Regions from separate parts of the Mus musculus genome. Here regions 1, 2, 3, 4, 5 and 7 are each linked to region 6. The links are chromatin contacts, called in public Hi-C, HiCAR-type, HiChIP or PLAC-seq and promoter capture Hi-C maps. All regions are on one chromosome and are shown on one strand. Each heading gives the region's core, a stretch centred on a gene start, on an enhancer-like site or on the middle of the called end of the contact. The rest is flanking DNA. Distances are from core to core; before and after follow the strand shown. Region 1 has its middle 17 kb from the start of Gm12299. Region 2 holds the start of Gas7 (growth arrest specific 7). Region 3 holds the start of Cox10 (heme A:farnesyltransferase cytochrome c oxidase assembly factor 10). Region 4 holds the start of Myh3 (myosin, heavy polypeptide 3, skeletal muscle, embryonic). Region 5 holds the start of Tmem220 (transmembrane protein 220). Region 6 holds the start of Map2k4 (mitogen-activated protein kinase kinase 4). Region 7 holds the start of Adprm (ADP-ribose/CDP-alcohol diphosphatase, manganese dependent).

Evidence for each region. Hi-C and Micro-C count contacts between places; a contact is called where the count stands out from the background. HiCAR-type assays count read pairs that join an accessible place to other places. HiChIP or PLAC-seq counts read pairs in DNA pulled down with a chosen protein or histone mark. Capture Hi-C pulls out chosen DNA fragments and counts their contacts.
Region 1: a Hi-C map of B cells shows a contact between it and region 6, with 7 read pairs. The contact joins the enhancer-like site here to the promoter of Map2k4 in region 6. A contact is called at or near these places in 3 of 39 promoter capture datasets (cranial neural crest, frontonasal cranial neural crest and second pharyngeal arch cranial neural crest), 1 of 484 Hi-C or Micro-C datasets (B cells), 2 of 115 datasets of contacts at active chromatin or transcription factors (embryonic stem cells and large pre-B cells) and 1 of 9 other capture datasets (embryonic stem cells).
Region 2: an H3K4me3 HiChIP or PLAC-seq map of pro-B cells shows a contact between it and region 6, with 8 times the contacts expected there. The contact joins the promoter of Gas7 here to the promoter of Map2k4 in region 6. A contact is called at or near these places in 1 of 39 promoter capture datasets (pre-B cells), 1 of 484 Hi-C or Micro-C datasets (B cells) and 2 of 115 datasets of contacts at active chromatin or transcription factors (embryonic forebrain and pro-B cells).
Region 3: a contact with region 6 is called in an H3K27ac HiChIP or PLAC-seq map of thymic regulatory T cells, with 9 times the contacts expected there. The contact joins the promoter of Cox10 here to the promoter of Map2k4 in region 6. A contact is called at or near these places in 2 of 39 promoter capture datasets (liver and pre-B cells) and 1 of 115 datasets of contacts at active chromatin or transcription factors (thymic regulatory T cells).
Region 4: a contact with region 6 is called in a HiCAR-type map of astrocytes, with 6 times the contacts expected there. The contact joins the promoter of Myh3 here to the promoter of Map2k4 in region 6. A contact is called at or near these places in 11 of 39 promoter capture datasets (the 3T3-L1 cell line, the C10 cell line, cranial neural crest and 8 more), 5 of 115 datasets of contacts at active chromatin or transcription factors (astrocytes, embryonic forebrain, embryonic limb bud and 2 more) and 1 of 9 other capture datasets (embryonic stem cells).
Region 5: a promoter capture Hi-C map of adipose tissue shows a contact between it and region 6, with 4 times the contacts expected there. The contact joins the promoter of Tmem220 here to the promoter of Map2k4 in region 6. A contact is called at or near these places in 6 of 39 promoter capture datasets (frontonasal cranial neural crest, hippocampal neurons, liver and 2 more), 2 of 484 Hi-C or Micro-C datasets (both in embryonic stem cells), 9 of 115 datasets of contacts at active chromatin or transcription factors (embryonic forebrain, embryonic limb bud, embryonic stem cells and 3 more) and 1 of 9 other capture datasets (adipose tissue).
Region 7: a promoter capture Hi-C map of adipose tissue shows a contact between it and region 6, with 4 times the contacts expected there. The contact joins the promoter of Adprm here to the promoter of Map2k4 in region 6. A contact is called at or near these places in 7 of 39 promoter capture datasets (cranial neural crest, embryonic stem cells, frontonasal cranial neural crest and 2 more), 7 of 115 datasets of contacts at active chromatin or transcription factors (CD8 T cells, embryonic hindbrain, embryonic stem cells and 2 more) and 3 of 9 other capture datasets (adipose tissue, embryonic stem cells and liver).

Annotation. Positions count from the first base shown.
Region 1 is chr11:66,982,998-66,986,878 of GRCm38.p6, forward strand. No RefSeq gene overlaps it. Among named protein-coding and RNA genes, the nearest start is that of Gm12299, 17 kb to the right of the region's middle. Within about 2 kb of position 2,529, at least 144 of the 459 cell types and tissues checked have an H3K27ac peak or open chromatin away from gene starts, as enhancers often do. A contact at or near this core is called in B cells and embryonic stem cells, where this site is marked.
Region 2 is chr11:67,584,502-67,588,091 of GRCm38.p6, forward strand. It overlaps Gas7 (growth arrest specific 7), which reads left to right and starts at 1,999. Exons shown (of 14, transcript NM_001109657.3): 1 at 1,999-2,314. The coding sequence starts at 2,312.
Region 3 is chr11:64,077,620-64,081,018 of GRCm38.p6, forward strand. Cox10 (heme A:farnesyltransferase cytochrome c oxidase assembly factor 10) reads right to left here and starts at 1,853. Exons shown (of 7, transcript NM_178379.3): 1 at 1,717-1,853. The coding sequence starts at 1,759. 2810001G20Rik (RIKEN cDNA 2810001G20 gene) reads left to right here and starts at 1,865. Exons shown (of 2, transcript NR_033780.1): 1 at 1,865-2,158.
Region 4 is chr11:67,076,823-67,080,630 of GRCm38.p6, forward strand. It overlaps Myh3 (myosin, heavy polypeptide 3, skeletal muscle, embryonic), which reads left to right and starts at 1,478. Exons shown (of 41, transcript NM_001099635.1): 1 at 1,478-1,502; 2 at 2,317-2,327; 3 at 3,169-3,380. The coding sequence starts at 3,177.
Region 5 is chr11:67,023,575-67,026,985 of GRCm38.p6, forward strand. Tmem220 (transmembrane protein 220) reads left to right here and starts at 1,580. Exons shown (of 6, transcript NM_001291042.1): 1 at 1,580-1,697; 2 at 2,335-2,364. The coding sequence starts at 1,605.
Region 6 is chr11:65,787,033-65,790,711 of GRCm38.p6, forward strand. Map2k4 (mitogen-activated protein kinase kinase 4) reads right to left here and starts at 1,327. Exons shown (of 11, transcript NM_009157.5): 1 at 1,104-1,327. The coding sequence starts at 1,212.
Region 7 is chr11:67,051,101-67,054,937 of GRCm38.p6, forward strand. Adprm (ADP-ribose/CDP-alcohol diphosphatase, manganese dependent) reads right to left here and starts at 1,518. Exons shown (of 5, transcript NM_025510.3): 1 at 1,435-1,518; 2 at 581-678. It overlaps Sco1 (SCO1 cytochrome c oxidase assembly protein), which reads left to right and starts at 1,570. Exons shown (of 6, transcript NM_001040026.1): 1 at 1,570-1,816; 2 at 2,675-2,765. The coding sequence starts at 1,595.

The DNA.
Region 1 (3,881 bases), core at 1,279-3,778, 1.2 Mb after region 6:
CCCGTGCTCTTGCGCTGTGCCTGCTGACTGGCCAGCTGCAGACCAGAGCAAGAGGGACAGTTGGCTCCTGTGTTTCTGGTCATCCAGCAGACTGATCCAGGCTTCTGACATGATAATTGTTGGTTTCCAAGTTCAGCAAGTGACGATAAGAACATATAATGTCTGTCTTTTTTCCACACCCTGCTTGTATCTTGTCCTGATGGTCAAAGCACATCAGCTGGCCAGGCAGAAGGCACGGGCACCGAGAAATAAACGCTAGGCACGAGGAAGTGCAGACAAGTTGGGGAGCGACTTCTGTACCAATTCACCAGATGTCGTTCATGACTTGAATGATGTTTGCCAATTGCTAACAAATAACTTCGGAGGTTACGTTCTTCCAGGATGAAGACATAAACCAGTTACCCTGTAAAAGGAAATATTGGGAGAAGTATTTTTAAAAGCCGTGGAGGGAAGAGGACCCCTAGCAGAGGGGACAGAATGTATAAAGATGTGGAAGCCAGGCAGCCAAGGCTCCTCCCCGCCGTGACACAAAAAGAAAGCAGGCCTTCCTTGACTGGAAACATCTGTTCCATGCAGGTGACGTTCACTCAAGCACCTCATGCTATGATCTGATTTCACTTTCAGCAGCTCTCATGTCTGCCCTGCTCAAAAGATTGGCGACAAACCCCAGAGACAGTGTGTTTGACTTAGGACTGAGTCTAACAAGCATCACAATCTGCAAGGACAAGAGGACTCGGAGGCCTCTAGCAAACAAGGATTCCTTAGAGGTGAAAAGGGAGGTTCTACAAGGAAGGAAAGAGGTTGAAAGGCGTTGTGTTGAAGAAGAGGGGCAAGAAATGAGTAATTATCCGGGAATAGGGAGGGCACACAGCTGGGGAAAACAAAACACAGACCAGGGGACCTAGGCAGAGTGTCACAGTTGGGACCTTGTTCTAGAAACCAACACTGTACAGACCACCTTCACTCAGACCATATACCTGTCGTGCTTCACTGGATCATGTGACCACTCAAGCACTTCCACTCAAGTGGCCACGATGATGTCAGTCACTCCACTAGCTAACAGTGGAGTTTGTCCAGGGGTGTTTCTTGCATTTTTAAGACCTTATCAACAAAGCCCACCCTTCACTTTCGATCAGCCTAAATATTGGGCAGCTGGGGATCCAGGGTGTCGGGGGATGGTAAAATGTGTGGAGTCCCTGTCACCTTATTCCTGTTCTCTAGGACTGAGAGTAGCACTAACAAGACAGGAGTCACTGAAAAGCCCTGGCTTTTTCTGCCTGTGAGAACGAGGGCCAGCTCAACGCATTATTGACTCACTTGGACCATACTGCTCTGAAATGTTTGCATGTACTGGCACTGGTTGAGTCATACGGTATAAATGTTCACATGTCAGATGTGCTTTTCTTAAGCCCCATAGAAAGAAAGAAAACTCAGTGTAAGCCTTACAAGAAAATCTAAGCTGCAATGTCGTGGTTTGGTTTCCTTCGGTTAGAAGTCTCTGCTTCCTTAATTGACGGCCAGTTTTTACAATTACCCTCCCTGACATCTACATCTCCCTAAAGTGACTTGCAAAGAGTGGGCCCACCGAGGGGTGGAGAAAGGCAGGAAATGTGACACCACCTCCCCACCCCACCCCCACCCCAGAAAACCCAAAGGAGGTCGGCGGAGCCTGGGATGACAGAAAGAAGAGCTCCGGAGCTAATTAAGTCTGCAGAGGAGCCAAAGAGGCCTCCTTCCTGGTTCACTGCCAGACACAAAGCTTTTTGATGCTGCTCGTAAATCTGAGCGCGCCAGGCCAAAGAGGATTTTGATTACAATAACTAAAAATATTCAAAGAAAGAACGAAAAGAAGGGGCTCAGAAAAGATGGACTCTGCCAACCGACTGTGCACGGATAGAAGGGTGCACGGCCTCAAATCTTGATAGTTAGATGATTCTTTCCATAAATAATTGCATTTAACCATAAGCAGATCGAAAATCATCAGCCCCGCAGCGGCACCGCACCCCCCCCTTCCCCGCCACCTAGTGACTGTGCCGTGAAGCTTGCGCCATCTCGTGTCCAATCCTGGATTCACAAGCATTGGTTTAGCTTTAGCAAATTTTGAACCGTGCCCTTGGCTTTGTTTTCAACACAACGTTCCTGTAAGAATGTGCCCATTTTGGGGTCGCTACGAGAGACTGGCACATATAATTCTAACAATTTCTTTCTGGCATTCGTATAGCCTTTGGAGATTTACAAAGCCCTTTTGCACATAGATTTTACAACCATGGGCCAGCAGCAGGTGGGAAGTCATAATTACTTTCACTTTACCAAGGAATAGAATCAGGATTGAAAAGACCCAGAAACCTGCTCAAGGTCAAAGGTATCAGGACGACAGAACTAAGTACTAAACCCCCTAGAGTCCAAGGTTAGGGAGATTTTCTTTAATTCCCGGTAAAATGTCTTGATCCTCACAAATACTGTGAAGCACAGTCCTGGCCGAAGTTCATCGCCTGCAGGACCTCTGAAGCATACCGATGTCGGGTTCCGTGTCCAGAGTCACACTTAGCCACTGTAGGGAGATGCTTGCACACCAGCATTGTAGGAGGTCTCCTGGGAGGCTAAAGTGTACTTGAGGTTGAAATCCGTGTTATCAGTGAAATAAAATAGAAGCATAGAAAAGTTATGCTTACATTTCAGAGAACTTTATGCCCATTAAAACCTGGGGGGAGTCCCATAAACAACCATCAAAACCAGACACTATTGTGGATGCCAACAAGAGCTTGCTGACAGGAGCCTGATATAGCTGTCTCCTGAGAGGCTCTGACAGTGCCTGACAAACACAAAAATGGATGCTCACGGCCATCTGTTGAACAGAGCACAGGGTCCCCAATGAAGGAGCTAGAGAAAGTACCCAAGGAGCTGAAGGGGTTTACAGCCCCATAAGAGGAACAACAATATGAACTAAACAGTATTCCCAGAGCTCCCTGGGACTAAACCACCAACCAATATGGTGGGACTCATGGCTCCAGCTGCATATGTAGCAGAGGATGGCCTAGACAGTCATCAATGGGAGGAGAGGCCCTTGGTCCTGTGAAGGTTATATGCCCCAGTATAGGGGAATGCTAGGGCTGGGAAGCAGGAGTGGGTGGATTATTGAGCAGGGGGGGCGGGGGGGGGAATAGGGGTTTTTTTTGGAGGGGAAACTAGGAAGGGGGATAACATTTGAAATGTAAATAAAGAAAATATCTAATAAAAATAAATAAAATTTTAAAAACCCTGGGGGCACACCAGGGACCATCCATAATGTCACAGGGGACGAACCTGAAAGTATCATTGTGATTCCCTTTTCCTCAACACACAGGAGAGAGAGAGAGAGAGAGAGAGAGAGAGAGAGACTCAATACATAATGGATGCACACTGCTTTTCTGAGCTGGACATCCCCCCTTTTCTAACTAACCTGTACCCACACCTAAGCAGGAGATCACCAGGTCCCAGGGTTATTGGGTCTCCTGGACATCTCATGGCCTTTTCAGCTATCAGGACTCAAAAGAATGTTGAGGACCATGAAGCTCTGAAAGTCCTAAGTCAGCCAGCCAGAAAATGGGAGCAACGGCATTTCAAGTTCCTTTTGTACAAGTTGTGGCACATATTTTTTTGAGCAATGCATTTTGTTGATTGTGTTAAAGTCAAGGCTACAGTCATATACCTGATGCTCTCCCCAGACCTGGGTGGCAGAGCCCTGGTCCACTAGAACCGAAGATGGCCACACTTGTTCTGATGGCAGTGATGCTGGAGTAAATGAAGGCAGCTGCGTGTCCAAGTTCACCTAGCAGGGTTTCAGGTCCCCTGGGCATGAATTCAGAGCAGTCATTTATTCCACTAATATTTATCAAATACTC
Region 2 (3,590 bases), core at 749-3,248, 1.8 Mb after region 6:
GAATAATACTCCATTGTATTTATTATTGTTACATAACTTGTGTATGTGTGTGTTCAAGTTTGTGTGTGTGTGTGGGGGGGTGCATGTGTGCATGTGTGTAGACCAGAGGCCAATGATAAGTGTCTACTTCAATTGTTTTCTACCTTACATTTTTTGAGATATGGGCTCTTATACCTAGAGCTCTCTGATTGGCTAGACTGACTAACCAGCAGGCTTTGGGGTTCTGCCTGCCTCTGCCTCATGCCCCCATCCCGCTAGTACTAAGGTTACAGACATACGTGACCATGCCTGGCTTTTCGTATGAGTGCTGGGAACCCAAACTCAGGTCCACATGATCGCACAACAGGTACACTGACCACTAAACCATCTCCCCAGGACCTAAACAACATTTTGTTGTTGTTTATACATTTATCCATTAAGGGACACTTGGATTATTTTTGTCACGAATAAGAATGTATAAATATCTCTTCAAAACATTGCTTTCAACTCTTTGGGGTGTGTATCCAGAACCCAAGTGATGCAGGTGATAACTCCTGTAGTTTTGGTTTGCATTTCCCTAATATTTCCATGATGTTGAGCATCTTTTTGTCTCCTTACAGGCCATGTTATAACTTTGGAAGGATGACCTGTGCTGATTTTTCACTCGGCTTATTTGCTTTTTGTTATCAAATGTAGACTTTGTCTTGTGCTCGGGGACAGCTGCCTGTCTCCCACACTTTGAGCCACTGTGAGAATAAAAACACGGCAGCAGCTCTTACCGAGTGTGCGCAGTGTCCTCACTGCACCAAGTGCTGTTTTATTTTTCCCTTCGCATCCATTTAGAAAGATACTCAAGTGTCTCTACTTAACCTCTGGGAAAAACCTGAAGCCTGCCTGCCTTGTCTGAGACCTCAGAGCAGTGTAACAGCAGCACCACTGAGACCCTGGACTGACTCCATTGCTGGGTGGTAACCTGATTTACATAATCCTATATAAAGAACCAGTCAGGGACTGCAGCCTCTTGGTAGAATGCTCATCTAGCATACAGAAGGCCCTGAGTTCGAGTCCTAGCACACACACAAAAAGCAATCAGTTGCTAAAATCCCAGAGTTTGTAACAGAAAGTAAACAGAAATATACAATCTGAGTGCTAAAACTTTAATGGCTCCAGAAGGCCTCTGTTTGTTTATTTGTCTATCTGTGTGTACATCTGTATGTGCACATATGTGTGTGTGTGCATGTGTGAACACAGCCATCTGTGTGTCATGGCATGCCTATCTCAGCTGCGAATCTTTGCCTTTCACCTCCTTTGAGATGATATCTCTTGTTTGTCCTTCCACACCTCAGGCTACCTGGCCCACGAGCTTCCAGGAGCTTCCAGATTTCCTGCCTATCTTCTGTCTTACCTAAAACCTCTGTGGTTATGGACATATTCTACTGTGGATATCTGGTTTTCTTGTGTTCTGGGGATCTGAATTTAGGTTCTCATGCTAGCTCAACAAACATTCTCCCCACAGAACTGACTCCCCAGCTTCCAGAAAGCTTTTAAACAGGACATCAGATTCACTGGGGATCCAGGCCCCTACCTAACCTATATAACTGGTAGTAGATACAGCATTGCTCTTGGGTCCAGCCCTGTCTTTACTTACAGCCTTTGGTGATAGATAGTGAGCATAGATTGAAAGCCAAGGCCAGAGATTAGTTTCACACAATCGTTCTTTCTGGAAATTCTCCACTCTTTTCATACTGGCTTTTATCAGACCTTGGATTCACACAGCTGGAGCCAGGCCCAAGCCAGAGCCCTGACTTAGGTTTGGGAAGAAGTTGGCTGAAACTTCTCCCAGCAGGGATAAGGCAGGCCCAGGGAGTCCTGTCTAAAATGCAGTAGACAAAGGTGCCCTTGTTCATAGGCCTTGGGGTGGGAGTCATCTGGTCAGTGACACAGGCTTGGCTATTGTATGCTCTGACCTAAGCCAATTTTTTTTTAGGCTGAGAAAGGGGGTGGGAGGGGAAGTCCTCTAGAAATTGTATCTGGAAAGGCCTGCATGGGCTGTTGATTTCCCAACAGGCACGGGAGCAGATTTGGGAGGAACTGTGCAATGTAGTGGGTTCTTTGTGAAAGAACAGAGATGTCAGTGATGAGAAAAGCCACAGGAACATCCCCCAGGGTGCTCAGCGCACTGGCCCCGGGGCAGCTGCTTGCTTCAGCCACACTTTCCTCAGAAGGTGCCATGCAGAACAAGTTGCCTGGAGCCCAGTCCTGAGCCTGGGGCTTCAGACCAGCCCTGGCATCTCTTCCATAGCAACTGCCCTTAAGGACCAGCTGAGCACTCATGGTAAGAACCACTCCTGCAGAAGTATGCTTGACCTACCCTCTCTGTCTGTTGTGAAAATGCCTTTCATAGTGCAGAGAGGAGATTCTGAAGACCCTGTGAGATTGGATAGTACTTGGTGAGTCTGGAAGTTCTGTGGACCCTGTGCCAAGAGGGCATATGTGCCCAAGACAAGAGCAGAAAGAGGAGGTATGGGCAGAGAGTAAACGATGGGTGGGGGTGGGGTGGGGTGAGGAGTTGTGTGGAAAGATGGGAGAGGAGTGTTTGGAGTGGGAAGGCTCACCTGAGACAGGTAGTTAAAGGCATGTGATGGAGAAGAGAGCCACTGTGGACTTATTTATACCTTTGTACCATTCTTCTTTTTCTATATATATTATATATTATATTTTTCTAAATATAAAGCATGGCTTCTTCCTGCCCATCTGGCATCTCCCCCATGCCCCAGATTTACCGGGAAAGTTCTGAGGTGCAAGATCTAGGGAAGAACAGTGAATCTCTGCATTAGGGGAAGGTAAAGGGAGCCTTTGGGTGTCTCCGCTCCCCAGATGGTAGTTAGGCAGCAGTGACATCTAACTCGGTTTCCAGATTGGCACATGCCTCCTCTCAGTTTGTCAGTGGAAGCTTTTCTGAGATAGTGGGGATAGAAAACCTTGTTTTGCTGACCTCTGAGCCTGGATGGTCGCCTTTCCTATGATCTGCCCTTTAGCCTAGGCTTTGTATGGCATCCCCCTTCCCACTGCTAAGGTTCTCTGTGGCTGTGAGGTCCAGTTCACAAGGCAAGGCTACTCAGATCCTTCATGGAATCTTCCTCCACCTTGCTAGGCCACCAAGCACCCCTGATTTGAACATTCCTTCCCAGAAGCTTGAACTGGGACCAGGAGAAGACAATAATGCTTGCTACCCAAGAGTATCCTCTAACTGGGACCCTTGACCTCCCAAGAATATGTATACGGAAGTTTTGTAATAATAAACCGGTGTCTGAATGGTCCAGGGGGGCTTAGACCCACAGATGTAGTGCTGGGCCAAGACTGGGATTCTACATTTTTAGTTATCTCCCAAAGGACACGTGTGATGCTGGTTCAGAGGACCACCCTTGGAGAGTTACTGCTGGAAGGACCACAGGCTAGACCATCATGTTATAACCAAGTGAGGAATGCTCAAGATTGGACTACGGCAAGCTATGGAGATGCTGCTGGGCCTGATCAGCCCTGAGGAGGAAGGGAGGATCCGCAGAGAACATGCACACTCGTATCCTGAGAGCAAGGAAGGGTTCAAGGCC
Region 3 (3,399 bases), core at 603-3,102, 1.7 Mb before region 6:
ACTTAAGAGTCAAAACAGAATTGTCCTAGAAGAAGCTGAAATACTGCCGGGCAGTGGTGGCACACGCCTTTAATCCCCGCACTAGGGAGGCAGAGGCAGGCAGATTTCTGAGTTCAAGGCCAGCCTGGTCTACAAAGTGAGTTCCAGGACTGCCAGGGCTACACAGAGAAACCAACCCTGTCTCGAACCCCCCCCCCCAAAAAAAAGAAGCTGAAATACCAAACAGAAAAGTAGAAAGAAAGGTTGCCCTGAGGAATCTGTATACAAAGAAGAAGCGTCCGTACAGACAGATAGTCCAGCACTGAGATGAGCCCTCTAAGAATGAGTACCGAGTGTCTGCATCGAGGAATACTCACAATCAGCGATTACAGAAAGTAACAAAGAAGTGAGTCAAGAAAGACTCACAACAGACACACACACACACACACACACACACACACGAAGAACCCCATAAACTTTTTATTTTAGAAAATGACAGTCATATGAAAAGAGGTGTCCAAGGAGGCTCTATCACTCAACGCACAGCTTTGACAATTACCAAGTACTGCCCAACTTTGTCTCTTCTACCCACCCTTCCACTTCCTGCCCTGGTTTATGAGCCAGAAGGTACCTTTGAGATCACCTAGCTCAGTTACCTTATTATAGACGCGTAAATGTTTCATTAAAGAAAGTCAAATGATCTGCACTGGGATCATACAAACGCACGGGAGAAAAGAGCTCTACAGAAGCACAGTGATCACCACAGTCAGCCAGACACAGTGGGCAGTGTGTAAGTGACAGGGAGGCCTACAGGATGGTTCTGGGCTGTGAGAAGGTACACAATGGCTTCCACTATCTTGTCTGTACTATAGATCACTTTGCCACCATCCATGGATACTAGTCACAAAACCAACCTCCTCTTTAAAATTTCTACCAGCACAATCTCATTCATTCACAAATGACTGAGCATCACCAATGCACATAGGCATTGCTCTGGGCATGAGGGATACAGTGGTGAACCAGGGAGACAGACTATCTTTACTTTCACAAAGTGTTTCTCTTACTGGGAGGAACACACTAAATTGTTGCACATCTGTACTGCAGGTGTGAACAATTACACCGTGTGTTATTCATGATAAATTAATATGATATAAGAAAAGAAGGATAAAGACTCCTATTTTAGTTAGAGTGCTAAGGTTGGCCTCCCTGAAAAGGTAAAATATAGGAGCTTTTCAAGAGTTTGTGATAAACACACATCTGTCAAAAGTCCTTCTGATGGAAGGAGCCATACTGATGGTACAGCGCTGGCTCAATGGGATTCAGTTGGCAGTTATCATTATCATGGTGATTAAGGTAACACTTTAAGCTGGAAGACAGCTCCTTAACGGGGGGGGGGGGGGGGGGGAGGTGCGCTTCTTGTCATTAAAAGGCGGTGGCCAGGAACCGCGGCTCTCATGTGCCAGGCTTGTGGAGCCCCATGGTTTATCCTGTCCCTCCATCTTGCACTGTCTGAAACTCCAAAGAGCACGGGATATCAAGCCTTAGGGACCACCTGGCCTACGGTGCAAAGCTGGTCCACAATACTTGGCCTCGTCCCTTCAGGTGACCCTAAAGGTCACCTCCCTGCCAAGTGACAAGCCAAGGGCTTCCAAGGTTGCAGGCGGCCGGCAACACGGTACCGCACATGGCAAAAAAGAAAACAATTCGTCCACGATCATTCCCAACCGGGTACAATACCTGTGAGGAGGCGCGAGGAAATGGTGTGCGGGGACGCGGCCATAACGTACTGGTGCAGCAGTCCCCAGGACCCCAGGACGCCTCTCACCTCACCGGCTCCTGGGCGCCGCCATCTTGCTAGCCCGCCCTCTGAGTGAGGCGGGACTTCCTCTTGTCACTTCCGGCTCCCAGCGCTCTCTGAAAGCTAGGCTAGCGGAGCTTATAAAGATCGGATGGTAGAGCTTTCGCTTTCCCCTCAGACGCTCCAGATGTAGACTAGGTGAGCTCTCTGCCCGGGAGGGACAGATCGTCGGAGCCCGCGGGCGGAAGGCGAGTCGTGGCGGGGTTAGGGCTCTGGAGTCCGGCCCGGCCCGGCAGTCCCCTGAGCTTGAAAGAATTGAATGCCTCCTCAGTTGTCACCCAGGCTGATCTTGCGCAGGCTGTTGGCTTCTCGTGGAGTTTGGTAAGTAAAAAAACGAGGAAGAAAGAAACTCATTAAAAGAGCAAAACATGACTTACAAGGGCAGTTTGTGTTTGCTTTCAGCGATGAGGTGAGATCTCTGTGGTTCACCTCAGGTGCTGATCAGGGGCCACTGAGACAGGAGTTTGTGTAAGAGCACGCACTGTGTCTCTGCAGCAAGAACTGGTCATGGTGAGCGTCATCCCGATAGGGATAAGGTAGAAAGCGCTATGGAATGAGGTTAGCATTTCTGTGAAGTAGGCTAAAGAAAGGCTTTGAAGAGCCAACTTGCTGCTCAGTAGAAGGAACTGTGAGAGTTTTCCAGTTTACCAGGAAGACAGAGCAGAGAATGGGATTTTCTGAGGCCCATCACAGTTCATCACTGTGGACCTAGGATAATGGTTGTCCCCATCAAATTAATCTTAGACTAAGGAAGAAGAGGATGGATTTCTGGTGAATAACTGAAAAGTTAACAACTGTTCAATCCACTGTTTTTCGAGCACTTTGAAATGCTGTGTTAAGTGAAATATTACAAAGTACAAACCTTAAATCAACAAATGAAAAGCACAATTTGGGATCTAATCACACCAACAGTGAGTGCTGCTTAGGGGAGGCCTTCTGCTTTACAGCTATCTTGGTTAATTAGACCCACTGTTCCTGGAACTCTGATCATCATAAATAAGTTAGCCCTTTACAAACTAGATCTCAGATACCTAACTCAATGGTTACATGGTATGGAACCTGAGGGCTAGAGAGATTGCGTGATTCAAACTGTAGATTGTATAGCAGTCTACTGTACTTCCTATCTCTTTATAGTTGTCTCTTAAAATTTGTGTTATAAAACCAAAAAGTGATAGGACTGTACACCTATAAGATGGCTATAAACAAAATTAATCAATAGCAGGAGTTAACAAGTTAGTGAAGAAGTAGGAATCCTGATACATTGTTTATAGGAATATAAAATATTGTAGCCACTTTGGAAAAGCAGTTTAGGTGTTCCTCAATAAGTTAAACACAGCGCTACCTCCTGACCCAGCTGTGCCTTTCCCAGGTATATTCCCAAGACAAATGACAGCATTCATTCACTCATAATATCCCAAAGTGGATATAACTCAAGTTATACATCAACTGATATTCTGTGACATATCCACATACTGGCCTATTTGCCATGAAATGAAAATAAAGTGCAAATACATACTACAACCATGAAAACAATACTAAGTTGAAGAAATCAATCACAAAAG
Region 4 (3,808 bases), core at 228-2,727, 1.3 Mb after region 6:
TCAGGACGAATGGTGCTAGAAGGAAGAGGGACATTTCAGTCCAAACTAGAGCAAGAGGAGCAATGAGAAGATGTGACTTCACTGTGGCCTGATGTCTAGCTAACCACAGGCATCAGAGAGCCTCAGCGTGGCCTCTCTGCTATGAAATTGCCTAAATCTTGGAAGGGAATGTGTGAAGGCTGTATGACTCATTGCCCACAAAATGGTTTATGTTGGGGAAAGACTATCTTCCGATTCCACTCTGCCTTTTTGAAGAGTCCTCAATAGGAAAGAACATACAGAGGATGTTTAATAATGGTCCCTATGGCCGGGCGGTGGTGGTGCATGCCTTTAATCCCAGTACTTGGGAGGCAGAGGCAGGCAGATTTCTGAGTTCGAGGTCAGCCTGGTCTACAAAGTGAGTTCCAGGACAGCCAGGGATACACAGAGAAACCCTGTCTCGAAAAAAATAATGGTCCCTATGAAGACTTTGGTCCTGCTTTCTCCCTTCTTCCCTTACCAGTGTATGGGTAGGCTGTAAGAGGACAGTCCATATTCTCAAATGGGATGTATTGGCATGAAGTTCTCTATTAAATGAACAACCATGACCCCATACAACTCAGACCCTCACCACAAAGACTGGACCAGGAAAGAGAGGAATGGAAATGGACAAAAATGTCAACTGTACCTTAATTCTCTTGTTAAGGTTTAATTTTCCAGTCCTGATTTAGAAATGACAGCATCTGTTAGGCGATACCCATCCCCCCTTTCTCTTCAGGCCACTACCGTTCCCCTCGCCCCCTATCTAGGCTGGCAGCTGGCCTTTCCTAATTGGTAATATGTCTTGATAACCACAGGCCCCTAAGCAGCTGTCACTGTGAACATGGGCTGGTGGCATAGCTCCCTGTCATTTACTTGCTTGTTGGTCCTGCTAGTGCTTAAGAAAGGATTAAGTAAATAATTATAGTAATGAGACAGAAAGTAATGAGGGGAAGGAGAGAGATGGAGAAGGAGAAAAAAAAAACTATAATCCAACTGCACAAGTTTTACAGAGTTTGGCTCATAACCGTGAGGGGACTTCAACAAGTTCAATTCTACTTTATCTTCGATGAGCTTTCTAAGCAAATAGCACAACTGTGTGTCCCCTGTTCCCAAGTGGTAGTGGCTTCAGCTGATTTCAGGGTGGGATGGCCTGCAGGATGGAGCCAGGTAGGGGCTCCTAAAGCAAAGGAGATCCCATTGTGCTAGGTGGAGAAGCTACAGCCCTGAGTTCACAGAGCAAGGCATCTCAAATTCCCAGCTTTCTACAGTTGGAAAAAATGGTTTCGGACCCTGCTCATTTCTATATATACTTTTCCCTTGGCAACGGCGAAAAATACGTGTGGAGGGGGCCAGTTCTCAGCCTGTGGTGTCAGTCATTCTCTTTCCAAATATAGAGGAAGAATGAGCCCAGGGGGTTAGTGGTGGCCTATAAAAGCCCAGGGGGCAGCTCTCCTCTATGCTTCTCTCTGTCACAGTCAGAGGTAAGTCTTACACTTTCCTAGTATCTCTGTGGCATTTACTGCTTCTAGACCTGATTCGGCCACTGCCCTGGACTGTGGCCCTCCCTGGCTTTGTTATAGCAGGCAAGCCTCTTTTCTCTTCTCAAGGCGTTCTCAAGGAATACAGTAGAGTGAGATGCGAGACCCAAGAGCCCAGCATCCCACTGCCTCTAGCAGATCATCGAAGCTGGGGTCCTGCCCACCCTTTCTTTTCTCTGCTTGGGAAGGATCCTGTTGGACAGGCATGGGCCTGTCCACCATGGCTCCATGTTCTCCTGTTGCCTCTCTGATCCACAGAATGAACAGGGGACTCTGTGTTTCCTACCTGGACGCTATACCTGCTGGGTGTTTAGTGGCCTCAAGACTACATGTTTGCTTAACAGGTTTAAATTAGCCAATCTCAGCATCGTCTCCATTTTCAGATAACCAGGAGGCCTGTCCCCACCCGCTAACAGAAGCTTTTATTGGCAGGGACTCAGTCCATTTAGAATCCCTGCCCTGTTCACAATGAAGGATCTTGCAGTCTGAAGAAATTGTCAGAGTGGGCTGGAGGAGCCAACCTGCCAGGCAGTTGGTAGTTATGCCTAGCTGTAGACTATGATCTGTCTGCAGTCCTAGGGCTTGCCTCAGAGCTAAGGATCTTTCTGACTGTCTAGTCCTTTGTGTGTCTTAGTTGAGCCTCACCAAGGTCTGGTTCGTCACAGAAGCAGACATCACGGTGGCCACTAAACTCTGTGTGCATGCTCTTGCAGGTCCCATACGTCCACAACTGCTGCTGCTCTCTGCTGTCCTGCAGGTGTGACTCAGGTGAGCATTGGGGCCACATCCCAGAGCTTCAGGAAGTCTTCAGGTAAACCCAGATCACCCATTGCCCCCTCATGCCTGTGCCCCCGAGGAGTTACAGAGCTTAACGGAGAAGTGCAGGCTTCATCCTCAGGGGTGCGGCTAGAGGTTCCCATCTATTCTCTATGGTGGTTTGTTGTTCCTTTGTTTTTTGAGACAGGATCTCACTGTGTAGCCCCAGATGGCATTGAACTCTCTAGGTAGACCAGGCTGGCTTCAGACTCACAGAGATCCACCTGTCGCAGCCTCCGAAGTTCTGGGACTAAAGGCATAGACCACCATGCCTGGCCTTCAGTCTATTCTTAGCATGGGAGGCAGAAACCATGTCGATTCAAAACAGTTCAAAGCTGTCTCTGCCATTTTCTGCTTAGTATTCTCTCTTTAAGGAATTCTTTTACCTTTTTTTTTTCATGGAATGCCTTTACTTCTTTTTTTTTTTTCATGGTATTTAATTTTGAATGTTCTGTTTGCTCTACCCGTGCTTCTCAGAAAAGGAAGACATAGTGTCAAAAGTGGCATTTCAAAGGCCCCTTCACCAGGCTGAAAGAATGGAGATGCTTGGAGTAAATAGATTCTGTCTAAGCCCGTGGCATTCATTAGCAACTCAACAAATATGAGCGGATTATATTCCCAGTGCTGAACCCTTGTGTGAAGCGCCACTGGGCATGGAGCAGGCCAGACCTCCTTGACCCCGTCTGAGAGGCTTCCATTCATTGCAGGGTGGCAGGTTGATACTAGGATGGGCAGGAGGCTGCCAGCTGCCAGCCCAGGGAGCAGCTGGGCTGACCCGTGGTTTGTTTTGCAGCCGACACCATGAGTAGCGACACCGAGATGGAAGTGTTTGGCATAGCTGCACCTTTCCTCCGCAAGTCGGAAAAGGAGAGGATCGAAGCTCAGAACCAGCCCTTTGATGCCAAAACCTACTGCTTTGTGGTTGACTCAAAGGAAGAATATGTCAAGGGGAAAATTAAGAGTAGCCAGGATGGGAAAGTCACTGTGGAGACAGAAGACAGCAGGGTAAGGCACTTGCTCTTTCTCTTTCTCAGCACTGACCCAAGCTCCTCACTCACAGGGCTTTGCATAAGCATATACCCCTCCTCCACTCATTTCAGGAGCCAGAGCCTGGGTCTGGAATTCAGCATCTGAAACAATGCAGGCATCCCAGACGCTAGGAGAAAGCAAAATGCCCTAGCCTCTGTCGAAGGATGAGAGATGGGCCCCCTAGTGGCTGGCTAAAGCATTTAATTTTGGGTGTCTTTTATCACTGTATTGTTCTGGGCCAGAGAACCAGCCTCACTGTCTCAAGGGTTGGGTGCTTTTAGAACGCCCACCCTTTGTAGGTTTGCCTAACTCTGTCAGTGGTCATCTAAGCAAGGAAGAAAGGGTGATGTATAAGGGATCCTAAAAGGCAACAAGGTCAAAGAACCAGGCTCTCTGTATCTGGC
Region 5 (3,411 bases), core at 330-2,829, 1.2 Mb after region 6:
CTTGCTTCTTGCCCCTTGCTCCCTCTTTCTCCCCATTCACTTCCTTTCTCTCCACGTGGTCATGGCCGACCTCTACTTCTCTACCCTCTCTCTCTTTGCCTTTCCCTGCCTCTACTGCCCTCTTTACTCCCCTCCTTGCGCCCTAAATAAACTATTCCATACTATACTGTTGTGTGGCTGGTCCCTCAGAGGGAAGGGATACCTTGGCATGGACCCACGGAGACATCTCCTTCCCCACACCCTGCCAGAACATATTCTTATAGCTCTTTCTTTTTTTATGATCACAACAAAGGTGGCCCTCAACCATAAAATTATTTTTGTTGCTATTCATAATTGTAATCTTGCTACTGTTATAAATCATAATGCAAATCTGCTTTCTGGTGGTCTTAGGGGAACTCTATGAAAGGGTCCTTTGGCCCCCTCGAAGGGGTCGCGACCCACAAGTTGAGAAGTGCTGCTCTAAAGGCTGCCCTTGAATGGAAAACACTTCTGAGAAGTTGATCTTTTTCTTCTTTTAGTTAAAAGGAAAGCAGAACAGTCAGGCACCCAAAATGCAGGATTTGAGGTGACAAAGACTATTTAGAATAACAATGATTCGGTCTATGCATGTGTAAATGAGCCCAAAGAAGAGCTACTCCGTAGCTTACACAACAGGAAACTGGCTGAAATAAGTGAGCAGAGAGCTGCCAATACTTCCAAGTCTTCCCTTTCTAAGAAATGCATAGCAAATGAGTGTTGGAAACGTTGGTTTTGCAGATGGGTTAGAAATATAAATATGTATAATACATAAATAAATATCTTATATGATGAGAGCACGTGAAGGTAAAGGGAGCTGCCTCTGGAACTCACTTCAGAAATGTCGCAATGTTTTCCTCCCTCTGGAAGCACGGGAGCTTTAAAAAGAAGCACTTAAATACTAATTCCAGCACTATTTAGGACTATGAATGTGTAAATGAGACCAGACTGTGAGTTTGAAGTTAGTGTGTTTTATATAGTGAGTTCCAGGACAGCCACTGGACCCTTTCACAGAAAACGGAAAAACAAAAACAAAAACAAAACCTAACCAGAACACGCGCGCTAGCGCGTCCTTTTTCTTTTCCTTTCTCTTCTTCATTTGCGTTTCTGGTTTGTTCTGTTGTGTTTGTTTTGTTTCTTTCATTTGCTTTGTTTGTTTGTTTGTTTGTTTGTTTTGTTTTGTTTTTTCGAGACAGGGTTTCTCTGTGTAGCCCTGGCTGTCCTGGAACTCACTTTGTAGACCAGGCCTGCCTCTACCTCCCGAGTGCTGGGATTAAAGGCGTGCGCCACCACGCCCGGCTTCATTTGCTTTTTTAATGAGAGAAAGAATAAGGGAAAAGAAAGGCACATGCCAATGATACACTTTATCCACTAGAGAGCGCCGCAAGACCGTTCTAGACCTGAGGAGGGCGGGGAGGGAAGAAGGGCTCGCCTCGCCCTTGTATCCCCGCTCCCGCTGTCTGAGCCCTGCCCCTTGTCCCTCCCCCACCTACTACGCCCCGCCCCTCCTGGGTACCGCCCCGCTAGCCCAGCCTCGCCCTCTGGCCACGCCCCTCTGGGGCCTGTCCTGCTCCTCCGGCTTCCAGGTCATGGCGCCAGCAGTGGCTACTTGGGCTCCCGGCTTGTGGCGGGCCTGCAACGCACTCATGGCAGCTTTCTTCGCCCTGGCCGCTGTGGTGCAGGTCAGGCGGGCTGAGGAGGGCTGGCAGAGGGACCGCGAAGCCTGGGCGACCAGTTCTCAGGGTGGAGCCGAATTGGGACCCACAGAGTCCTTTCAAGCAGAAAGAACATGGATGAATATGTGTAGTTAGGCAACGCACTCAGAGCTTGACCTAGCGGCCCCGCGTGCAAGTTTGTGCAGCCGGTCACTTAGAAAGGGGCCCAGAACCGCAGCTCTGACACCTTTTCGAATCTTCAGCCTCAGTGAGATGGGTTTTAGCGCCTGGGAGGAAAGTGGAAATAGAATAGACAGCATCCTTACCCTTCCTAGACCTCTTCCTGATCATCCTCAGGGTGACTGCCCTCGTATCTTGGGACCTAGGATTTTCATATACACTATAATAGTTCTTAGGAAATCCCAAGCAGTTATTTTCAAAAGATGCATGGCTGGGTGGTTAGATCTACCTGTTGTGTTCAACCGAGAGGAGAGTCCCTGCTGCCATCGGGATGTGCAGACTGCTAAACTAGCTCATGGTGTTATGTACCCTGAGCCCATTGTAGCGCCTAGTTCTTCGCAATGAATAGTAAACACAAGGCCAGACCAGACAGAGGATACATGGATCTAATGTGAGCTAACACCTTGACGTTTTGACATTCTAGGTAAACGATCCAGATGCAGAGTTGTGGGTGGTGAGTATGAGCTACTTGCAAAACGTTCCTCCATTTGACACGACTACACTCTGATCCTGGGACTCTTGTCTAAAACCCAGAAATTAATACCTCTGTGAGCTCATGTCCCTAATTTTTCGCATCGGAGGGGGAAATCACTCTGATCATATAACTGATGGAGATGTGAATTCTGAACTTTCTGTAGACACGAAAGTCTTTCTGCAGAGAGAGCTTATACCAGCGACTCCCACTTCCCATGACTACACCGGGCATGACAGTAAGAGCTCCTGTCTTTGCTAAGGACTTACAACATGCTAGTCATTTGACATACATTATGCTAACCTTTATGACAGCCGTAACAAGGATGTGTGCCGGTTATATCCATCTGTGACTTTTGTTCTCAGACAACAATAGACCGTCTTGGAGGCAGACTGCACAGTATCACTGAGAAACTCATTCTTGGGTTTGGGGACAGTGTTCACTGTATAGAGAGCAGTGAGTGAGAACACCAGGAATGCAGAGCTGAGTTCTAGCCTGGTTTGAATGTTGGTGCAGTAGAACCATGGCCTGAAACTGCTTGTTATCCAGAGTCCCCTCTCCCCAAATTAGATGACCTCCTCAGCATTTTGCTCCATAGCCTGAGTTCACAATCATATCTCATATATCCCCTCAGGAAGCTCCATGTTGATTCTCTAAAAGATGGCTCCAAATAGCCACCAGCACCACCATGCTGCTCTGTGAAACCTGTCTGGGATCCCACAGAACACCTCCTCCCTAAGCCTCGTCCACCTCCTGACTGACCCAGCAATTTCTGTTCTCAGCAGAGCTACTAGGCATCTTCACTCAATACCTGTTGCCTTTAACATCACTGCCCTGAGATGCTGTCAAAAGTAAAAAAAGAATTCAGCAGCATCCATTCTAGGCATAGGTACATGCACAGTGCCTGAGTACCCTACCTTTGCTCGTTCCCACTCAGCCCTCCCTTACTTCCCCTGAAGACAGCCTTATAACTCTTCTATCTGCCTCCTGCCTCCTCTGCCTCTACAACACTGTCCGCTTTCAAACCCT
Region 6 (3,679 bases), core at 77-2,576:
CATCCAATAACTAACTAAATTTGAATTAATTAGCTTAGGACCTGTACAGAATATATCTTCTGAATGAAATGCTCAATCTGTTTATATACTATCCCATAAATGTTTCTTATGGGAAGGGATGTAAATACAGATCGTATTTCTGCTGCCCAAATCATGGTATGCTGGCATAAACACGAAATTTTCAACATATAATCTGTTGAACTTCATTAGACACAAGGAGCGCTTTATGAAGAGTTGGTATCATACTGATACCAAAGATATCCAAACGACTCTAATAATTCAACATAAGTCGTTTGCTAAAGTTGTCAAGAGATTTCTGGGCTTGCCTGTGTCAATCCCCCCAATAAACCTAAGAAATGGACTCGGGCCTGTTATTTTCACAACACCCCCTGTCAAATCCCACACAGAGCTCCTAAGGCCTCCCGGTGAGGAAAGGCCATTACAGGGGAGCTGCCTCAGATGCCCAGACATGATCACTTTGACCTCTGCCATTCGGTTTCCTGAATCTCTCTCCCTTTCAGCCCAACTCGGTCTTCTATTTTTATCTGATTTTTCTTTTCTGCATGCGAGGATAAGACACATCTCGGGCCTGGGTCGAAACGCCTCTCCGGGGCCAATGGCTGTCTCCCCACCTTACAGGTGGCCCAGGGCCTCGCAACCCCCCGCCCCTCCCACGCAGACACCCTGCAAAGTTTTGGGGACGGGGGGACAGCGCAGTGGCCCTATTCCAGCGGCGCACCGTGAAGCGCAAGATGGCCCTGAGCCGGCCCCACTGCAGCGCGCGGGGGCGGCGGGGCCGAGGGCCGGGACGCGGCCGACCTGCGAGCCAGAGGCCCGGCCGCGCGCGTTCCCGGAGCCAGCGGGCGCCAGGTGAGCCGCGGGCGGGGGCGGCCAGGTGGGCCGGAGCGGGCAGAGCCAGAGCCGCCACAGCGTTCACCGAAACCCGGCCCGGGGCGGGGATCCCGGGGCGAGGCCGGGCCCGAGACGCGGAGCTCGGGCGGCTTCCTCAGACAGCCCCGGGGACGCAGCGGCTCCACAGGCCGCGGCTCGGCCGAGCGCCTCGCGAGGGGGCCCCGGGGTCTCTGCGCGCCCACCGTCCTTACCCTGCATGCTGCTGACCGCCGGGTGGCCAGAAGCTGGAGGTCCGATGGGCCCCGGGGTGCCGCCACCGCCCCCGGAGCCGCCGCCGCCGCTCGGGCTCGGAGCCGCCATTGTTGGAAGTGAAGAGCCGAGCGGCGCCGCGGCGGCTGCAATGCAGCAAGCTCGGCCTCTCGCTCCGCTGAGGGCGCGGCGTGCGCCGCCTTGGCCACGCCCCGGGCACGCCTCCGTCACGCCCCCGGGCACACCCCCACTAGCACTGACGCGCAGCCTGCAATACAGGTTGAGCTGCAGCGCCCAGCACTGAGGGCAGGGCCTGAAGTCCTGGATCAGGGTGACTCTCAACCTACCACTCAGGGACCCATAGTGGCTTGCAGAATCAGAAATATATGTGCATTGAGAAAAGGGAAAGACTTACAGCCCCAAAGCTTTAGAACTCCCTTCTCTGAACCTCAGAACCCAAAATCAGAACACGTAGAGTTCTACGAGATCTCAGAAGTCACGCTTCCTGTCCAGTCTCTGATCCATCACTGCAGAAGAGATGACAATAACTGTGGTCTCAACCCAGAGCTCTCTGTTCTGCTGGGGACTAACAGGAGTATTTCACTGACAAAAAAAAAAAAAAAAAAGTATCAGAACCCGAAAGAAAAAGTTCCGGTGTAGGCTTTTCAGTCCAGAATCCATGCCAAATATTTTGTTAATTTATTCTGTGTGGGAAGAAGACAGCAAACAGCAAAAGGTGAGGCTGTGATGGCCTTCAAACGCATCTCTTTTTCAAGCGCAGATCAGAAGGTGGCTTTCTTTGAAGGAAGTTATATTTTAGTTCCAGAAGAAGAATCAAAGAGCATAAAGCTGTCCGTGACGACACATGCCTTTAATCCCAGTGCTTAGGAGGCAGATCTCTCTAAGTTTTCAGTCAACCTGGTTTATGGATGGGTTCCAGAATCTTCTCTAAAAATGGTTTTAAGGATGAAAAACATCAAATAAAATACTTCTTCCAAAACAAATCGCCATTTTAGGAAACATGGGTGGACGCAAAAGAAAAAAAAAACAATATAATATAGTTGCGTTTTTATTTTTATTTTTTATTTTTAGCTTGGGCACTTTAACACCCAGGGGAAAGGCATCAAAGGTTCCATAATTTGCTAGCAATAAAACAAGAATCAGATCCTGTCACTACCAGACTCTGACCCCAGTGTGTCATGGCATTTGACTTGTCAGGAAAGTTTCCCAGCCGGCTCTAGTATCACTATGGTGTGTGAGTGTGGTGTGTGAGTGTCATTTCCACAGTTCCTTGGGGGCTGAAGCAATGCAAAGAAATAGCTTAGAGGAATTTGAATTTCCCTCTTTCCGTAAGCTTCATGAGCGTCCCAATCTCAGTCTTTGGTGTAAATAATAAATATCTCACAGTCTTAGGGAAAGTGCTTTTGTAAATCTCTCACCCCACTTCCAACAAGTTTATAGTTATTTAATAATGTATATTATATTATAATTATATGCATTATTTATATAGTATATAGTATATATTATAAAATATATATTATAAAATATGTATTATACTAGTTATATATATTACAAAATATATAATATGATATATACTTGTATAATATGTTATTATATTACATTATATTTTTTATATATTGTGCATATATATATGTATATATATATATGCACCAATCTCTTAAAGACATCACTGGAGTTTGAATGAATGCTAGAAGATGCATATATTATTGTTTCCAATATTCCCTTAGAAGGTGTATAGGTCATATAAAAGGACTTTAATCAGACTAGGGAAACATTGACCCACCATAGTTAAATGAACATGAAAGAGACAGCAAGTAACAAAGAAACCTGGGGAAAACACTCAACCCAGCAAGTTCATGAAGGTAAGGGTGTGTTCCTGGGGTGTGAACCAGCCAAGCAATTTGTCTAATGTTGGGCTTGTGATAAAGCTGGCCTGGATTTGCATCGCTGTTGGTATTGTAAACTAATAGATAAGGACTGAGAACAAGAACCTCTCATTAAGTCTACAGGTGGGCAGAAACAAGACAGGACTTGGGCTTGTTAAAGCTGATGAAGCTGTGTGCATGCCTTTTGCTTGTTCTTGTGTCCCTATTTTTCTTGTAAGTTTCTGTGTTGTGTTTATTATAGACTGAGTTGGATTCCTCAGAACTTGTTTGTTGAAGTCCTGAGCCCTGGCATTGTGACAAGGGCTGTGTTTGAAGATGGTAGGGTCTTTAAGGAGGTTGGTAAGATAGAAGAGGTCATTGGGGGACCGCTAGCCCACTCACTTGGTGTTCCTAGCGTGAGATGGTGCGTGGACACATAGGGAACGATCCACATGAGGAAACTGGAACATGGGGATCGACGAGCCAAGAAGAGAAACCACTTTGGCCACATCTTGATCTCAGAGCTATGAGCAAACAAATTCCTGTTGCTTGAGCTATCTGCCTGTGGTGCTTTGTTATGGCAGCTACAGCACACTAACATTGTATGTGGCTTTTAAAAATGAATATCTCGAAGGGAGCTTGGAATTTGGGGTAATAATAGTAGTAGCTAGCATAATTTGGGGGGAGAAAGG
Region 7 (3,837 bases), core at 268-2,767, 1.3 Mb after region 6:
CCTACAAAGAAATGGCATTCCCTTTATGTAGATTTCAAATAAGAATGTTAAAATAGCAATAAACTATACTTAAGGGCCTAAGCACATATCACCTTGGAGTATGGTCCTATTCCTTTCCTAGACGTAAAGCTACAGTTTTCTGGAAATTTTACAAACAAAGACTATAAACTTTATTTGCACTAAACATGTCCCAAGGCCCTTGTGTAACCCTACCCAAGGTACCCCTGGAGCCAGCCTATAATCTATTACCCAGAAAAATGAGATTAAAAGAAAAAAGTTGTTTGACGATCTTTTAAGATGTACCTTCAGAAGCCACCCAAATTATATATACTGTTATAAAAACATTAAAGTGTGACTCCTGAAAAGCCCATGCTTTTGGGTGTGTACTCTCCTCCTAAGCATCTCTCTATTCATCTATGCTCTTCAATTTGTGTTAAAATCTTTTCATAAACTTCAACAATGATTTGTTTTATAAAAAAACAAAAAACAAAAACTTCTAGTAACTTTGAGTATAAATTTCATGAGATTGCTGATCAACCTGGCCGAGGCAAAACAAGAATCACTGAACTATATTACTTACGGTGTTAGAGAGCAGCCCGATAGATCAAAAAAGCCAAGCACGGAGAAGAACAGTATCATGCTCCAATGCAACAATCCCTGAAGCAATGCTGGGATCCCCTTGGAGTTTAAAAAAAAAAAAAGTGCTTTAATTAAAGGACGGATGTTGTTATACACAACACCACAGGGCGGGGTGGGGAGAGAGGGGCAAAGGTGAGAAAACAATGAGGTGGAGATCATTTGCTCAGCGCGTGCACTGCAAATAATAAACAAACAAAACGAATACGACTTAAAATTTCTCAAGGAACAACAACAAGAAAGTGTAGCTGTAGCCAACTAAGCAGTCCCAAATGAGGAAACCTTCAACACAGTTTAAAATCTGAGACAGGTTGGGTAGGTGGGAGACCTTTTAAAGAAATGAGCCACGGAGACTAAAAGAAGGATGGGTATGACGCAGCACACACCTTTGCAGTGCCTTCCTTATTAGCAGGCGGCTTGTATTACAGTTAGAAGCGCTGCCACTTTGGTCTTAAGTCATCTTACTATCCTAGACACTCAAAGTCTTATTTATTATTTCTTCCAAGTCATGGGTTATTATGGTTATTTCAAAAGTTATGGGATGACTTCTAATTTGGGGTCCGAGACCTCGCAGTTCCACCCGGCCGGTTTTTAGACCGGGCAGTAGGAAGGGATCCCCTAGTCCCTTGCAGCTGGGAGGAGCGAACCCGGCTAGAAGACCCAGGGCCACCTCGTCCCACTGCGATGTTTGTGTTTTCCAGCCGCCGCCAGGCCCAGGCCAGGATCCCAAGGAACCATCTCCCAAAGCTCGCCGCCCACAAGCAGCTCCACCCTTCTCCAATCCTGAGAACCACCTACCGCTATCAGCCGCCGGACCCGGGACTCCTCCACAACCAGAGGGCAAACAGCGTCACCAACGAGCCAAGAGGAAAGAGCGGCCTCCTTCGGCTTCCGGCAGAAGCGGAAGCTCGAGCGGAAATGGAGAGGTGGCCCAAAGGAGGCGCGGTCTCCTAAACTCATGGCAGCACTTGTACGCGCCGCAGTGGTGAGGTCGCAGTGTCGCCAGCTCTGGCGTCTGTTCCCTCGCGGCCATGGGCTCAGGGATGTGGCGGAGAGGCCGAGACCGGAGGAAGCGTGCTCCTGCCTGCGGAGCAGAGCCTTCAGCGCTGGGCCGCCACCGCCGGGGGCCGGTCCGGAGCCCAAGGGCGGTCAAGCCGGGTCTCACCGCCCGAAGCCTGGGGTGAGTGTCCGCATGGAGCCTTCTGGGCTCGGCGCTCTCTGCAGCTTTCCATCTCTGCACCCTGCAAGGTCACATCTCAGGAACTTCCTGGCGTGAAAGGGCCATGGAATCCCTTCCTTGCTTCCTGGTCAGCGATAGTTCCAACTTTGACAGAACTGTTTCCTGGTCCCAGCCTTTACAGAATTTGAGAACCTACTCTCCCTCCGCGCGGTTACAACTCGGGCTTTTGTTCCGGGGGGGGGGGGGGGGGAATCAGCTCTGGACTTTAAAGAGTACAGAGAAATAACACAATGTTAGTTTTCAGGAAGCCCCACTTTTAGGTTTCTTTTGATGTCATTTTGGAAGCCAGTTGGGTAACTTTCCCAGATGTATTTTTATCCTCAGTATCAGCATAAGCCGGTCATCAGTCACTTTTTTTGTTTGTTGAGATCAGGTGTCTTATATCTTAGATTGGCCTAGAACTCTATATGTAGCCAAGAATGACTGTTGAGCTTGATCCCCCTCCCAGGATGCTTAAGATTACAGGTGTGCATTGCCACACCCACTTTTATACAGTGCTTGGCGTGGAACCCATGGCCTTGGGACATGACAATCAAGCACTCAACCAATTAAGTGAGCTTCGCCCCCCCCCCCAGCCCTTAATTAGTTTGTAAATTAACTAGGGCATTTTTTTTTTCTTGGAAACGGGTGCTTTTGCAGTAGATTATAGCCATTACTTATCCCCAAATAACCTGAAGCATTCAGTGTATGCAACTGGTTTGTGTGTATGTACTTGCTGTGAAAATGAAGATAACAAATAGAGTTCTGTTAAGTGTTTGCATCTTACTTGTTTTATTGTTTGAATCTCTGCCCCAGTAGCCTGTTTCTTGGAAGTCTTTAGCTCTCACCTTTGCCATTGGAGGCTCTTTATTGGCTGGAATGAAGTACTTCAAGAAAGAAAAGATAGAAAGTAAGTGGTTACCCCCTGGAGTATTTTTTTTTTCTTTTTAATTATTGTACATGCGCGTGCATGCAGATGTGTGCACGCTACAGTGGGGGCCAGAGAACTATTTGGGAGTATTCTTCCATGGTGGGTTCCCAGGGTTGAGCTTGGGTAATCAGGCTTTTCTGTCAAGCACTTCTATCTACTTGGCTATTGGCCAACCCTGTCCTTAAACCTTTTGATTTAAAATAATTCAAGGATTTCCCTAGATACTGTTTTCCAGGTCAGAGGGCAGGGCAGGCAGGGGTCTGTGTGGGCCTGAAGAAATCTTGATTGTGGGATCTGAGAAGACTTCCTAGGGTTCAGGCATGTAGAGCGGTGTGGGTAGGTACTGCAAAGGAGTTGGGGTGGTAGCTTTGGGCAAGCCCAGGCTGTCTGTGGTGGAGGGGAAGCCAGGAAAGGCTATGAAATACCGTCGTGAAATGTTGAGGTTGATACTGTATTGCTTTTGCAATAAAAGCATCAATTCAGACCCATTCCTTGTTCCTGGTTGTCTCTTCAGCTTCTGCAGATTACAAATTTCTCAGGGCTCACCTGACTTTGCCAGCCTTGACAACTTTGAAAACCACAGGCCAGTTATTTAGTAAATTGTTCCTCAGCCTGTACTATCCTGATCTTCTCTCGGGACTTTGTTGAGGTCCTGCAGCCTTTGACAGAGTTGTCACAGAAATGATACCACATGTAGTGGGGTGCATCAAGATTTTTCCTTGTCCCATTATTGGTGATGTTGCATCATCTAAGACATCTAAGACATCTCAGCCTTCCCATATGAATTGTATGTTTTCTCGTGCATGCTTGTGTGTACTATTCTCATCGCTCTGGGTTTATTCACTTGCCATATATTCAGGGATTGTGATCTGTTCTCTTTCTTTTAATACTCAAAGTATCTCTCGGGAGCTTATGATAGTGGTTTTGTTTCTTTGTTTTTATTGTTAAGTTGGCACAACCTAGAGTCACGTGGGAAGAGTCTCTGAGGGATGTCTAGATCAGGCTGGCCTGTGGATATATGTTCGTGGCCTTGGGGATTCTTTTGATTGCC